Regions from separate parts of the Mus musculus genome. Here regions 1, 2 and 3 are each linked to region 4. The links are chromatin contacts, called in public Hi-C and promoter capture Hi-C maps. All regions are on one chromosome and are shown on one strand. The core of a region is the stretch at or near the end of the contact, and the rest is flanking DNA. Distances in the headings are between cores, read along the strand shown.

What was found. A called contact is a pair of places that touch in the nucleus more often than the background predicts. Capture Hi-C pulls out chosen DNA fragments and counts their contacts.
Region 1: a contact with region 4 is called in a Hi-C map of bone marrow-derived macrophages, with 28 read pairs. The contact joins two enhancer-like sites. A contact is called at or near these places in 17 of 484 Hi-C or Micro-C datasets (bone marrow-derived macrophages, cerebellar granule neurons, cumulus cells and 3 more), 5 of 115 datasets of contacts at active chromatin or transcription factors (embryonic stem cells and trophoblast stem cells) and 2 of 9 other capture datasets (embryonic stem cells and liver).
Region 2: a contact with region 4 is called in a Hi-C map of DN2 thymocytes, with 3 times the contacts expected there. The contact joins two enhancer-like sites. A contact is called at or near these places in 10 of 484 Hi-C or Micro-C datasets (DN2 thymocytes, bone marrow-derived DN2 thymocytes, embryonic fibroblasts and 4 more) and 1 of 115 datasets of contacts at active chromatin or transcription factors (embryonic stem cells).
Region 3: a contact with region 4 is called in a promoter capture Hi-C map of adipose tissue. The contact joins two enhancer-like sites. A contact is called at or near these places in 4 of 115 datasets of contacts at active chromatin or transcription factors (bone marrow-derived macrophages and embryonic stem cells) and 1 of 9 other capture datasets (adipose tissue).

Annotation. Positions count from the first base shown.
Region 1 is chr14:76,277,785-76,280,776 of GRCm38.p6, reverse strand. No RefSeq gene overlaps it. Among named protein-coding and RNA genes, the nearest start is that of 2900040C04Rik, 28 kb to the right of the region's middle. Within about 2 kb of position 1,511, at least 36 of the 459 cell types and tissues checked have an H3K27ac peak or open chromatin away from gene starts, as enhancers often do. A contact at or near this core is called in bone marrow-derived macrophages and trophoblast stem cells, where this site is marked.
Region 2 is chr14:76,337,029-76,339,989 of GRCm38.p6, reverse strand. No RefSeq gene overlaps it. Among named protein-coding and RNA genes, the nearest start is that of Gm41215, 36 kb to the left of the region's middle. Within about 2 kb of position 1,374, at least 9 of the 459 cell types and tissues checked have an H3K27ac peak or open chromatin away from gene starts, as enhancers often do. A contact at or near this core is called in DN2 thymocytes, where this site is marked.
Region 3 is chr14:76,707,549-76,710,363 of GRCm38.p6, reverse strand. No RefSeq gene overlaps it. Among named protein-coding and RNA genes, the nearest start is that of 1700105F02Rik, 31 kb to the right of the region's middle. Within about 2 kb of position 1,478, at least 25 of the 459 cell types and tissues checked have an H3K27ac peak or open chromatin away from gene starts, as enhancers often do. A contact at or near this core is called in adipose tissue, where this site is marked.
Region 4 is chr14:76,477,414-76,480,487 of GRCm38.p6, reverse strand. All of the region lies in intron 1 of Tsc22d1 (TSC22 domain family, member 1), which reads right to left. Among named protein-coding and RNA genes, the nearest start is that of 4930444M15Rik, 42 kb to the left of the region's middle. Within about 2 kb of position 1,672, at least 96 of the 459 cell types and tissues checked have an H3K27ac peak or open chromatin away from gene starts, as enhancers often do. A contact at or near this core is called in DN2 thymocytes, adipose tissue, bone marrow-derived macrophages and 1 more, where this site is marked.

The sequences.
Region 1 (2,992 bases), core at 262-2,761, 200 kb after region 4:
GGTATATCAGATAATGGAGAGGAGAAGGTGATTGGGGGGAACAGCCAAAAACATGGATACAGAAGAAGGCATTCATTTTAACAGGGTTGCGGAAGATGCATAATTCCGTTCCTATTTTTCTGCCTCTTTAAATAGAAATTTTTAGCAATAGAGAAAATCAGGGAGAGAAATATGAAAAGTGAGCCCTCAGAAACCGTAACATGTTCCCTTTTTCCTTTATTCCTCTGATATTATTTTGTGTTATCTCTCTGTTACTATAACAAAATGATCAAGAGAACCAACTTATAGAGAGAAAAGGTTTATGTGGGCTCAGTCTTTGGAGTTCCAGTTTGTGATGATGAATTGGCCCCATTGCTCTGGGCCTGGGGTAGGCAACGCATCAAAGCAGAAAGTGCATGCTCACTTAGTTAGAAAAAGACAAAGGGGGCGGAGCTCCAACCTATAGCATATTTTATAGAAAAATCCCCGTGATTTCGTGATCCCATCCACAAATATTTCAGAATATATTTATAAAAGTTGGATTCATTTGCATTTTTGACAGAAATTTTCATCTGAGGAGAGACATAACGTATACTTGTGTAAAGCTTTAAAAAGAAAGAGAAGGTAGGGGAAAGGTGGGAAATCCAAAGTTTTAAAAAGAAAGAACGGTCCATCTGAAACAGAATCGAAGGAAAAGGCAAAAGAAGGGAGGCCTTATGGAGGCTGTGACTGGGAGCTTTGGGCTTGTGGCTCCATGTGCCTGCTTGTTTGACTGGAGGACAAAGGCTCCTGATGTCCGCTGAGCCCCTAGAAGTTGCCCTTCTCAGACTTTGGGAAACCGGGGAGGGTCTCTGATTTCACTCCCTCCCAAAGCGGGAGGCCGGCGGCTGCTGCAGCATCCTTTATTAGATTCCCCTTTTATGCAGCGTCTGACCAGAGCTGACTTTCACTGCTGTGACCACTCAGCTTCCACTACCACCATCCCTGCGCCGCGGCCAACTGCCCAGCCATGAGTAAGATGAATGATCTCCTGCCCAGTAGAGCAAAGCTGGTGGACCCAGTCACGTGGGGCGAGCCCTACAGTCACCGAGGCGGGCGTGGCTGCGGCTTCAGGCTTTCTTCTGATTTCACTGAGTATCTCTCGGTTTCCTCGTCTGTACGTGAGAAATAATAAACTGAGCCCAAACAGAGCTGTGGTGAGGCGCCGTGAGGTCAAGTGCAGAAAGTGCTCTGTAAGCAGAAACCGTTTACAAATGAAAGGTCTTCTTTTCTCCCTGGGATTCCGTTCTGCCTCCCTCAGCATTTGCCCTGAGAAGCGTGTAGGGGCACAGTGGCGACTCTTGGATCTGTGTTTGCGTGCCCCGTCACGGCTTCTTCTAGCTTAGTGTCTACCTTGGAGATTCTGTGTAAAACTACGATTTGTCAAAAAGCCAAAGCGACTCTTGTCTCTAGAACCGAGTTCTGCACGTGGTTCCTTGGCTGCCGGGATAACTAGACAGATGCATGTTGACCAGGGTGCACATATCCCTCTGATGATGTCATGGAGGAAGTGGCCTGACTCATCCACACATCACCCTGCTTAAGAGGCCTGAGGGATAAGATAAATCCGTCAAGATGAGCCTCACCAAGGCTCGGCTGTCCACCTGGGAGGTCGCCATGGTGTCCTGGTGCCTGAGTCATGAGTAGCTTGAACTTTCTCATTACTCCACAGCCCGACACCCACAGAACACTGCTCCCTGTTCAGTACCCTTAGGCTACCCTGGAGAGGGCAATGAGGCACGCAAGACAGCACTTGGCTGTGAGTAAGCTTGCTCTGGAGGACGCTCATCTAATTGAGTGTACTAGGAGGACATCAGCTCGTGGTATTACTATTACACAACAGGAGCAGAAGTGGAGGAAGGGATGACGTCACCATTATTATTGTTATCCACTTATCAGATGATTATTAATTATACCTCAGTGAAAGGCTTGCACTCTTTCTTTATGAGCATGAGCTCATCGGCCTGTAAAATGCCCAGAGGAGGTCAGGAACCAGCAGACAGCAATTTGCTCATGAGCAAGCTGACTTGAGGCTCAGGAAGGCCGCCATCTTTCTTTCTTTGTCTGGCCACTGGCTACTGCTCTTTTTAGGTCAGAAGGCAATACACACCGTGTATAGTGGACAGATAAGACTCCCACCTTGCTACTAGCTGGAGTTCACACCTCTTCCTTGGGTTCATGGAGAGAGAGAGAGAGAGCGAGGGAGAGAGAGAGAGAAGGAAGAAAGAAAAAAAGGAAGAAAGAGAAGAGAAACAGTTTATTACCAGGCCCTGTGATGTAGCCAGCTCACCCTGCAGATCGATACACCCAGGAAGGGAATTTCATAGGAGTCCAAGGAGCAGCAGTGAGTAGATGAATTTTATCTCCCTAATTTATTTTTTATTACATCTGTGTGTGTTCGAGGTGTATGTGCGTTGTACACGTCCATGTGTGTGCTCCTGTGCATACATGCGTGCAGCGGTCAGAGTTCAGAGTTGGTATTCGTTCCTAGCCACTTTGTTTTCTGAGACAGGCTCTCTCACCAGAGCTCACCAATTCAACTGAGCCGGCCCGCCTAGCAGCAAGCCCCGGGGCTCTCGACAGGTCTCCCTCTCCAGGCTGCTCTGATGACAGGCGCACGCCCGCTGCCACACTGGCACGCTGGCCTTTTGCCTGGATGCTCATCTGCTGAGGACCAGCCCAGGTCCCCATGCAGGGTTTCATGGCAAGGGTTGCACCAACTGAGTCATCTCCCCAAACCCGGGATGTGGCTTTTAATGGTGTCTCAGGCAGTTGATAGTTGGTGTTTCTGACTGGCGGGAGACTGTGGAGAGAGGTTTGGGAAAATACAACATTATTTTGTTGCCAAGGTCAGAGAGCAAGACCAGAGTTTAGCACGGGCTGAAACAGGAAGGGAGAACAAGGTGACCAAAGGCTTGGCTGCTGCCGGGGTGTGGGGTGTCACAAATTGTCAGACCACCATGGAGGACAGATG
Region 2 (2,961 bases), core at 125-2,624, 140 kb after region 4:
GCAGTGGAATTTCCCAGCTGGAAGATGTTAAATTAGAGAAGGCGTCAAAGGCATATCCTGAGGAGCCAACACAAGAAGAGAAAGCCAGGGTGAGTTGTTCAAATATCTACTTGAGTATAAGTGGGCTTGCTAGTTGCTTACACTATGTTAATGCATAACTGCATCATGAAGAGGAGGAAGAGAGAACATATTTGTGCTATGGATTTTTTTTTAAAGAAACAACACAAAACCAACAATGGCAGAAAAAAATGCTAATCATTTTTATTCACAAATTATCTCACAAAAACAAACGTGTAAATGGAAGAGTTTGATAAGGAAAGCCAGAGAGAAAAATAGCAAGGCAAACCTCAAGGTAGTTCAGGAATAACTCAGAGAGCGAAAGCAGAAAGCTGGGCCGGGCGTGGTGGCACGTGCCTTTAATCCCAGCACGAGGGAAGCAGAGGCAGGCGGATTTCTGAGTTCGAGGCCAGCTTGGTCTACAAAGTGAGTTCCAGGACAGTCAGAGCTATACAGAAAAACCCTGTCTCAAAACACAAAACAAAACAAAAGCTGGAGAGAGAGAGACAGAGACAGAGATATCAAATGCCTACTATTTGTGTGTCCCTGAAGAGATTGTTAGCTTTCCCAAGGTGTCTGTGTTAAGCAAACATATATATGTGTGTGTGTGTGTGTGTGTATTCAAACCACTGTGTGTCGAATAGAAAAATGAAAACAAGGTAAAACAAAACAAGGCAAGTTATAAACAAACTGGTAACTGTATTTTATGAACATGTAGTGATACACAGAATTGAGCAAGCACATTGGCTGCTTCTCACGGGTAGATAAATGAAACATGGATGGTGGATGGAATTTCTAAATGGCAGCTCCATAGACCTAGGGAACATGTGCTTGGTCTTGACATGAACTGATGGGGAATGTTTCCACACTTCTCTTGTAGCAAAGTGCTTATATTTAATTCTGTTCATGTTGATAGGGTCTGGTTATCAGGGTCCCCGAACCTAGCCTAGCACCTAGCACCACCCACCTTCCCCATACTCACTGAAGCAGCCTCTGAGCAAGGCTCTGCTCATTCAGATGTCCTAAGCAGTGACATTTGCAAACCATGGGTTGAAGGAAGGTGTCACAGGGGTCTGATGCACGGAGCATTCATTCTCTTCCTAGTGCTCACTTAAGTGACCTAACTTAACATAAAGGTCTGTGTTTATGAGCCGGCCCTGCTTTAAACAGAAGAAAGTCAGTTTGGAGATGGACCTGATTCCAGTGCCTTTGTCTCAGCCTCAACTGCCTTGCAGACACATTCTAAGCTCCACCTAAGCAACAGCCACAGCAACTACAGCAGAGCTGGGGGAAGAGAAAGGAGTCTGGTGGACAGCTTCCTACTCATCTTCCTGTGGTTGAGCTGGGCTTTCTAGACAGCAGGGAAAGCATAAGACTCGGGTTCCCAGCTTGCTCACCACTAACGATCATCAAGCCACCAACTGGAAACTGGTTATTGTAAACACATCTGAAACTCCCCTGGAATCTCACCGCTTACATACAAAAGTCCATATGACAGGATCAGTACCATGCTGGCACATCTAAAAGAGCCCAACTTTTAAAACTACCGATACAATGAAAGAAACAATTTCCCACCAGCCACGCTAGAGGAGAACCAGCATTATTTATAATTTCTATAGAAACTGATATAAGAGAACTGGAACAACATAAGGAACAGTTATCAGATGTGCAACCTTCTACCCCAAAGAGGAGAAAGGCCTCTGAGAGGAACTCCAGCTGGGGAAGCAATACAAATCATATTTTTCTGAGTGTTTATCATGTCTTGTTCTTATTAATGGTTGACTTCATATACTTTAAAATATGGTGTGATTTTTTTTCTTGTTCTAAACAAATAGTCATTTTTGTGCCTGACTTGTGTGTATTTAGCATTTTGTGATTTGTTTGTTTGTTTGCTTGTTTGTTTTGATACAGGGTCTCTTTAAGTAGTTCTGGCTGTCCTAGAACTCACTCTATAGACCAGGCTGGCCTTGAACTCAAAGGGATTCTCCTGCCTCTGCCTCCTGAGTGCTGGTGTCTTTGTGCCTGAACTGCTTATTTAATTTTGAAAAAGGGACTCACTGTGTAGTTCAGGCTGACCCAGAATTCACTGTGTAACCCAGGTTGGTTGGCTTGGAATCCTCCCACCTCAGCCATACAAGTGCTGGAGTTACACATGGCTGTGTTTTCTCTCTCTCTCTCTCTCTCTCTCTCTCTCTCTCTCTCTCTCTCTCTCTCTCTCTCTCTCTCTCTCTCTCTCTCTCTGTTCTAGAGATCAAATCCAAGCCTTCATAAATGCTAGGAAGCTCTCTACCACTGAGCTACAACACCAACCTTCTTCCTTTCTTCCCTCTCTCCATTTTGAAACATGGTTACGCTGAGTTGTACAGACTGGCCTTAAACTTCCTATGTAGCCCAAATATGGCTATCCTCTTGTCTTATCGCCCAAGTAGTTGTGATTGTAGGCTTGCACCACCAGACACACTGGCTTCTTTTTATTCACAATTGTGCCCAACATTTTAAGCTCCAGGCCTTGCAAAGCTTGCACTCTGCCATGACACTCACGGGGAGGACACAGCCTATGCTTGGTGTTCTCCTGTTTTGATGAGCTTACAGAAGTCATATGGGCAAAGCTGATGGGGAAGACACTATGGATGGAAAAAATCTAGAAAAAAAAATTAGATCACATACACAAAAAAGTCAAATCATGACCCCCTTCTCAAGTCAGCTAGAGTCAGTGATCCTGAGTTATCAATGTAGACTTAGAAGATTGCTGGCATAACAGAGTTCTCCCTTATCTCCAAGTTGGGGTTCAACTGTGGGATGAATCATGAACTACTGAGACAAACATATAAGAGCTTGATACGATCAAGGAACCGGGGAGCCATCTGAGAAGGAACCCAGCCTAAGAGAAGCAGTAGCTTGACT
Region 3 (2,815 bases), core at 229-2,728, 230 kb before region 4:
GAGGTCATGTTTGTAAGGAACAATAGAAGAAGACATTCAATGCTCTTAACATTTGGTCTCCATGCACATGTGCATCTGTACACACACACACACACACACACACACACACAAACCAGAAATGAAAATAAATAAGCAATATATACTCAAGCAGTAAAATGCAATGTTTTGATATAAACACACAGTTGAAACCATTGCTATCGTCAGGCTAATTGATACATCCACGGCCTCACATCATTACTTCTTATGGGCACAATAAGAATACTTAGGATCTATTCCAGTCTTATTCAAGTTACCTCAATAAGATTCTCTAATTATTAGTACATAAATTTTGTACATCATTTATTAAATTATAATAAACTTTGAGTCGATGTCAAGTATCTGTCACTCAAATCTCAAGAGAGACAAAAATAAGAGAAAGAATCTGAACTATGTTTCATGGCTGCAAGATGCTTTGGTGAGGTCATGGATTATAGATGAAAGGAATGAAAGAATTAATATTCATGCCGTACTCATTCTGGGATGGTAGAGATCAAGATAAGAGAGACAAGCAACCAAAGTGGGCTGAAATCGTTGACAGGGTGATGCTGAGCAGAGGGTCCGAGGCTTGAGATGGGCTTGAGAAATGAAATGAATGGCATTTGGGGAGTGGGGAGAAGCATTCCACAGGGAAGACCTGGAGTGAGCCGAAATGGAGAGGTCAGAATGTGTGCAGTCTATAAAGACGGCACTCGCTAGCTTTAGCTTCTACATTCTAATTTATGAGTGGGCAGAACTAAGTAAGATGAAGGCTTATTCTTAGAGGCACATAGAAAAGAAAGAGAAACTTAAAGGGAGGAATTGGGGGAAAGGGGAGGGAAGGAAATTCAAATCCATGTTATTGTGAATTTGGTACCCTTGACCTCTGAGAAGGTAACTCAGCAAGTACACGCCTATCCTTGCTTGACACTGATTGGCTGACCACCAACCATGGGGGTGCCTTTAACAACTTCCTGATAGACGCCCCCAACTCACACCTGAACCAAAGGACCTGCCAAAGACCGCTTCTAAATCAGAAACAGAACATTGTATAGAATGCTTGATCCAGGGAGCCTTTCCTGCGACCTTCACAGGTTAACCAGATCTGTGAATGCATTAGACCTGGCACCTGAAGCCAATACATGCACATAAACATTGAAAGAGTCATTTAGTGCTGATGAAGACTTCCCTAACCAAATGCTTCTGAGAGTAAACACGGAGCCAGACTGGGCTGACTACCCGCTGCGCACATGCAGTGGCAACAGCTGGGCTTCCTAGAAGAATCGCGGCTGGAAGTGGGCCTTCCAGTCTGAGATCACTGACTAGGTTTCTGATGCTCTCTTTCCATCCTAACTGGGGCACAGTTTGCCAATAGCTAAAGAAAACTGATCAGTCCTGGGGCAGCTCCAAAACACATGGAGAGAGGCCCTGCGGTCTCCTGGGAGCCACTGGGACGAGTAAAGCAGAGAAATATACAGAAGGGAGTTCAAACGATAAGACTCCTAATGGGACTCGAGTATGCATTTGGCTAAGATCTCTTCTAATTTTGGAACGCATTGGAAACTTCTGAACATCATGTTCTATTTGGCTCCGACAAAACATAGCTCTGCATTTGCTCGGTGTTTATTTTATCCTTCAAGATCAGAGCGTGATTTACTTGTAGCTCAATTTTTTGTGTGTGTGTGTGTGTTGAACACAAGCCCCCAGTTAGAAAAACAAACTGGTATTTTTATTATAGGTCCCCCTAGGGTGGTTAGTGGGGCGTTCACAAAGAAGAAACTTTTCTCTCGAAAAATATGCACACCAATATAGAAAATCTATGCAAACAGAAATGCCCAAGGGGTAACATTTTGTAAAGTCTAAAGTAAGACTCCTCAATCCTCTGACCTCTCCTCCATCTGGGCAGGGCAGGGTCTTCTGCAGCAAGTCCTGCCTGGCAAAATGTCTTGCCATATTTAAACAAATATTTGGAGCAAGAAGACTAAAGCTTTTCTTGACTGTTCCCAAATACTGACTGAGGGTGTTGCCCGTGGGGACCCTTCCCATCTCCATCTCACTCTTTTGTTTGCCCTGGAACAAGCTTCTTGGTCTTCCCCTAGCTGAAGCCACTGGGGACTACAAAGGTACAAAAACAGAGAACTGAGAGATGCATTTTTCATCAGCCTGGATCCTTCTCGAAAACCCAGCCTGAAATAACTGAAGCCAATACATGCACATAAAAATTGAAAGAGTGATTTATTGCTTATGTAGACTTCCCTGCCACCTTCAGCTGCAAAGGTGAAGAGCTGTGATTGGCTCGGTGATTTGGTTAAATCACTTGCTGCTGTCTGAGCCAACCACTGCACCTGTACCTTGGTTATGTCATGTGATGCGTTGCTAGGCAAAGTGAATTTATTTCCAGAAGAAGGAGGGGTTGGAGGCGGCCAGTGAGGAGTGCTATAAACTAACAAAAGGGGGGCTTTCATAATATTTTAGAACTAGCACCCTAGATCCTACAGAAAGCATTCTTTCTTCAAACCAAAGGCACCAATGAAAGAAGAAATCATCCTTTGCAGACACGTCAAGGGCATCATTGAAGGTGGCACACTGTAATGACTAAAAGCTTGAACTCCATCCTAGCAGTGCCATGTTGTAAACATGGTGTTTGGTCATTCTAAAATATTTTTGTTAGCATAATATAACTCTTAGTTAGGGTTTTACTGCTGTGAACAGACACCATGACCAAGGCAACTCTTATAAGGACAACATTTAATTGGTACTGGCTTACAGGTTTAGAAGCTCAGTCCATTATCATCAAGGT
Region 4 (3,074 bases), core at 423-2,922:
TGATAAATAAAACTCAAGACGTCACAGTGCCTTCCTCCCCTCAACCGATATGACAAAACCCCTGAGAGAAGGCAGGGCTGGCCTGCCACTGTGTGCTATTTAATTTTGCAGAAAGCAGCCATGTTCTATCACACTAGACTAGAGACCAGCACTTGGCATTATTAATAGGAAAACTAACGCAAATAAAGGAAAAAAAAAAAAAAAGCAAGATGGAATCAGGCAGCGTTTAACTGCCCAGGTGCATGCCCTTGCCAGGGCCTCTATCCCTTCCCTTCCACCCCTCACTGCTCCATCTTAGTCCTTAGTCTACGCAGTCACTGCTATCTAGAGGGTTTCCTGATAACAACCACACTACATTGTACCGTTTAAGACACCAGGAAAGCCTGGGATGAGGCTCAGAGAGCATTCCATCATAAAAGTTAAACTGTAAAGCTCTGCTATATAAAACAGTTAACATTTAACAGAAAAACTTTGATTTCTGCATAACCACGAGCTTGCTCTGCACGGAACCAAAGGGAACCTACAAACATACAAGCCTGCCACCTTGTGGAACACATGCAGAATTACAACCTCCGAGCTAAATGTACTAAAATATACTAGATATTAAAAAACAGTAATCAAGATAACATATCCATTCTAAAACATTAAATATTAGTGGAGAGGTCCACTAGCATTCATTCAACTGGTTGTTATTAATGTTTTATTTAGTGAAATCATTTGGAATCAAAACTAAAGTTTCTCTTTAGACATGAGCAGAATTGCTCCCGTAGATAGTGGAATAAACTTGGGGTCTCATCCCCTCTTAGTTACAATAGCCACCACCTATGCTTAATGAACACAACACGGCAACTCCACTGCCCACCAACAGCACCACTGGACCAATTTTACCCTATGAAGGAGAATTCCTATACAATCTTTACTATTTCATAATTAGACTGCAATGAGTCCAAACTCTCAGAAGAATCTACTCATTACTTCTTGATAACAAACTGCCACAAAAGAGCCTGGTCTAAAATAGCGAATAAAAGACAGAAAAAACCATTGACTTTTTCCGAGTACCTGCTGCAGTCATGGATTTTTCAGAAAGCAGTAGCCTTTGGGGAAACACAGCCTCCTTTGACGCTGAGGGTTAGCCGTGGCTCTTGTGAGAACATGGGCTGCCAGGTTACAGAAACTCCTTGTGAATGTGGCTCAGTGCGATCCACAGAGCTTCCGATGGCCCTGGGTCTGGTCCTTTCCGGGTTCCTATAACAGTCTGCGTGTCCACCTTGGGGAGGAAATAATCCTACGGCCTAAGGGACTGACAAACTCTTAGAACAGTGCTAATGTACTTCCTGCTTCCAAGGATTTAGTTATTAAACCTGGACAGGATGGACAAAAGCTACAGAGACAAAAATGGAGAATCTGTTCCAAACGTCTTTTTTTTCAGATAAGGATTCCATCTTTTGGCGAAGTGTTTTCCTTTGTTCTGTTTTGTTCTTCACAAACAACAAAACAAAACTTGTAGGCGAGAAGCAGGGAGATCATTACTTTTTTTTTCTGCTCTACAATTCCATCTGAAGGAAACTGGAAAACTGACTATCTCCAAATCTCCAGAGAAAGGCTTCTCTCTCCCGTTGTGAGCCAGCATTCCTCAGGATGAGTCAGCATTCCTCATGCTGAGTCAGAGTCTCCCCCCACCTTCCTGTCCGGCCCTTCAGCCCCTCAGCCCCTCAGCACCAATGGCATACAATGGTATATCTGTGTCTCTTTCCCTCTTACCCACACACACACAGCAAACATCTAAGCACCGGGTCTTAAGAACGAAAACATGAGGAGCCACAGTTACCCTCCGAGTATGGTATTAATAATTCAAAATGGTTTAAGCTCTGGTATCAAAGTTAAGAGCTAACTGTGCTATTCAACTCAATTTCTTTTCTCTCTTTCTCTTTCTCTTTCTCTTTCTCTTTCTCTCTCTCTCTCTCTCTCTCTCTCTCTCTCTCTCTCTCTCTCTCTCCCTCCCTCCCTCCCTCCCTCCCTCCCTCCCTCCCTCCCTTCCTTCCTTCCTTTCTTTCTTTCTAAAGTCTTACTCTGGGTGTGGTAGCACACACCTTTAGTCAAAGTGCTAGGGGTTTAGAGGCAGGTGGAGCTCTGTAATTTGAGGCCAGCCTGGTCTACATAGCAAGGAGAGCTAGACAGTGAGAGAGCCTGCCTTTAACAAAAAAAGGGGGGGAGGGGAGAAAGGGAGGGAGGGAGAGGAGGAGGAAAGAGGGAGGGAAGGTCTCACTGGATGGCACTTGCTGGTTGGGAACTCTATGGAGAACAAACTGTTCACATCTCCCTATCCCCCTGCCCCTGCTTCCAAGCTGCTGGACTTGCTCATGACCTTGTACCGTCACGCTAGGCTTTAGAAAGAATCTCATGTAATTTATCTGCCAACTGAAGCAAAAGACTCCTCTTGTCACCATCGCCATCCAGTCCTCCAAGTATTTTTAAAGTAGCTCTTAAGATTTCCTAACTAGGGCTGGCGAGATGGCTCAGTGGGTAAGAGCACTGACTGCTCTTCTGAAGATCCTGAGTTCAAATCTCAGCAACTACATGGTGGCTCACAACCACCCACAATAAGATCTGACACCCTCTTCTGGTGTGTCTGAAGACAGCTACAGTGTACTTATGTATAATAATAAATAATAAGTCTTTGGGCCATAGCAACCAGAGCAAGTGGGGTTGACCTAAAATTTCAATTCCCAACAGCCATATGAAGGATCACAACCATTTATACAGCTACAGTGTACTCATATATATGAAATTGTAATATCCAAAATAAATTCAAGACTACCCAGTACCTTCCCCCTTCAAAAGGACTTTCCAAACTGTACTAGCAGGCCAAGTACAGAGTCAGATAAAAAAGCTGGCTGACTAAACAAATATAGAAACATAGTTTTAACGGTCAAAATTACTAAGCTTCCAAAACAAGATTAACAATTCCTTTGTCCCGCCTCATACTAAAAACCTCAAGGACAGACAAAATGAGAGTCACCCTCCACAAACCAACCAGTATCTAAAAAGGTTATTGGCTACACCAATTAAAATAA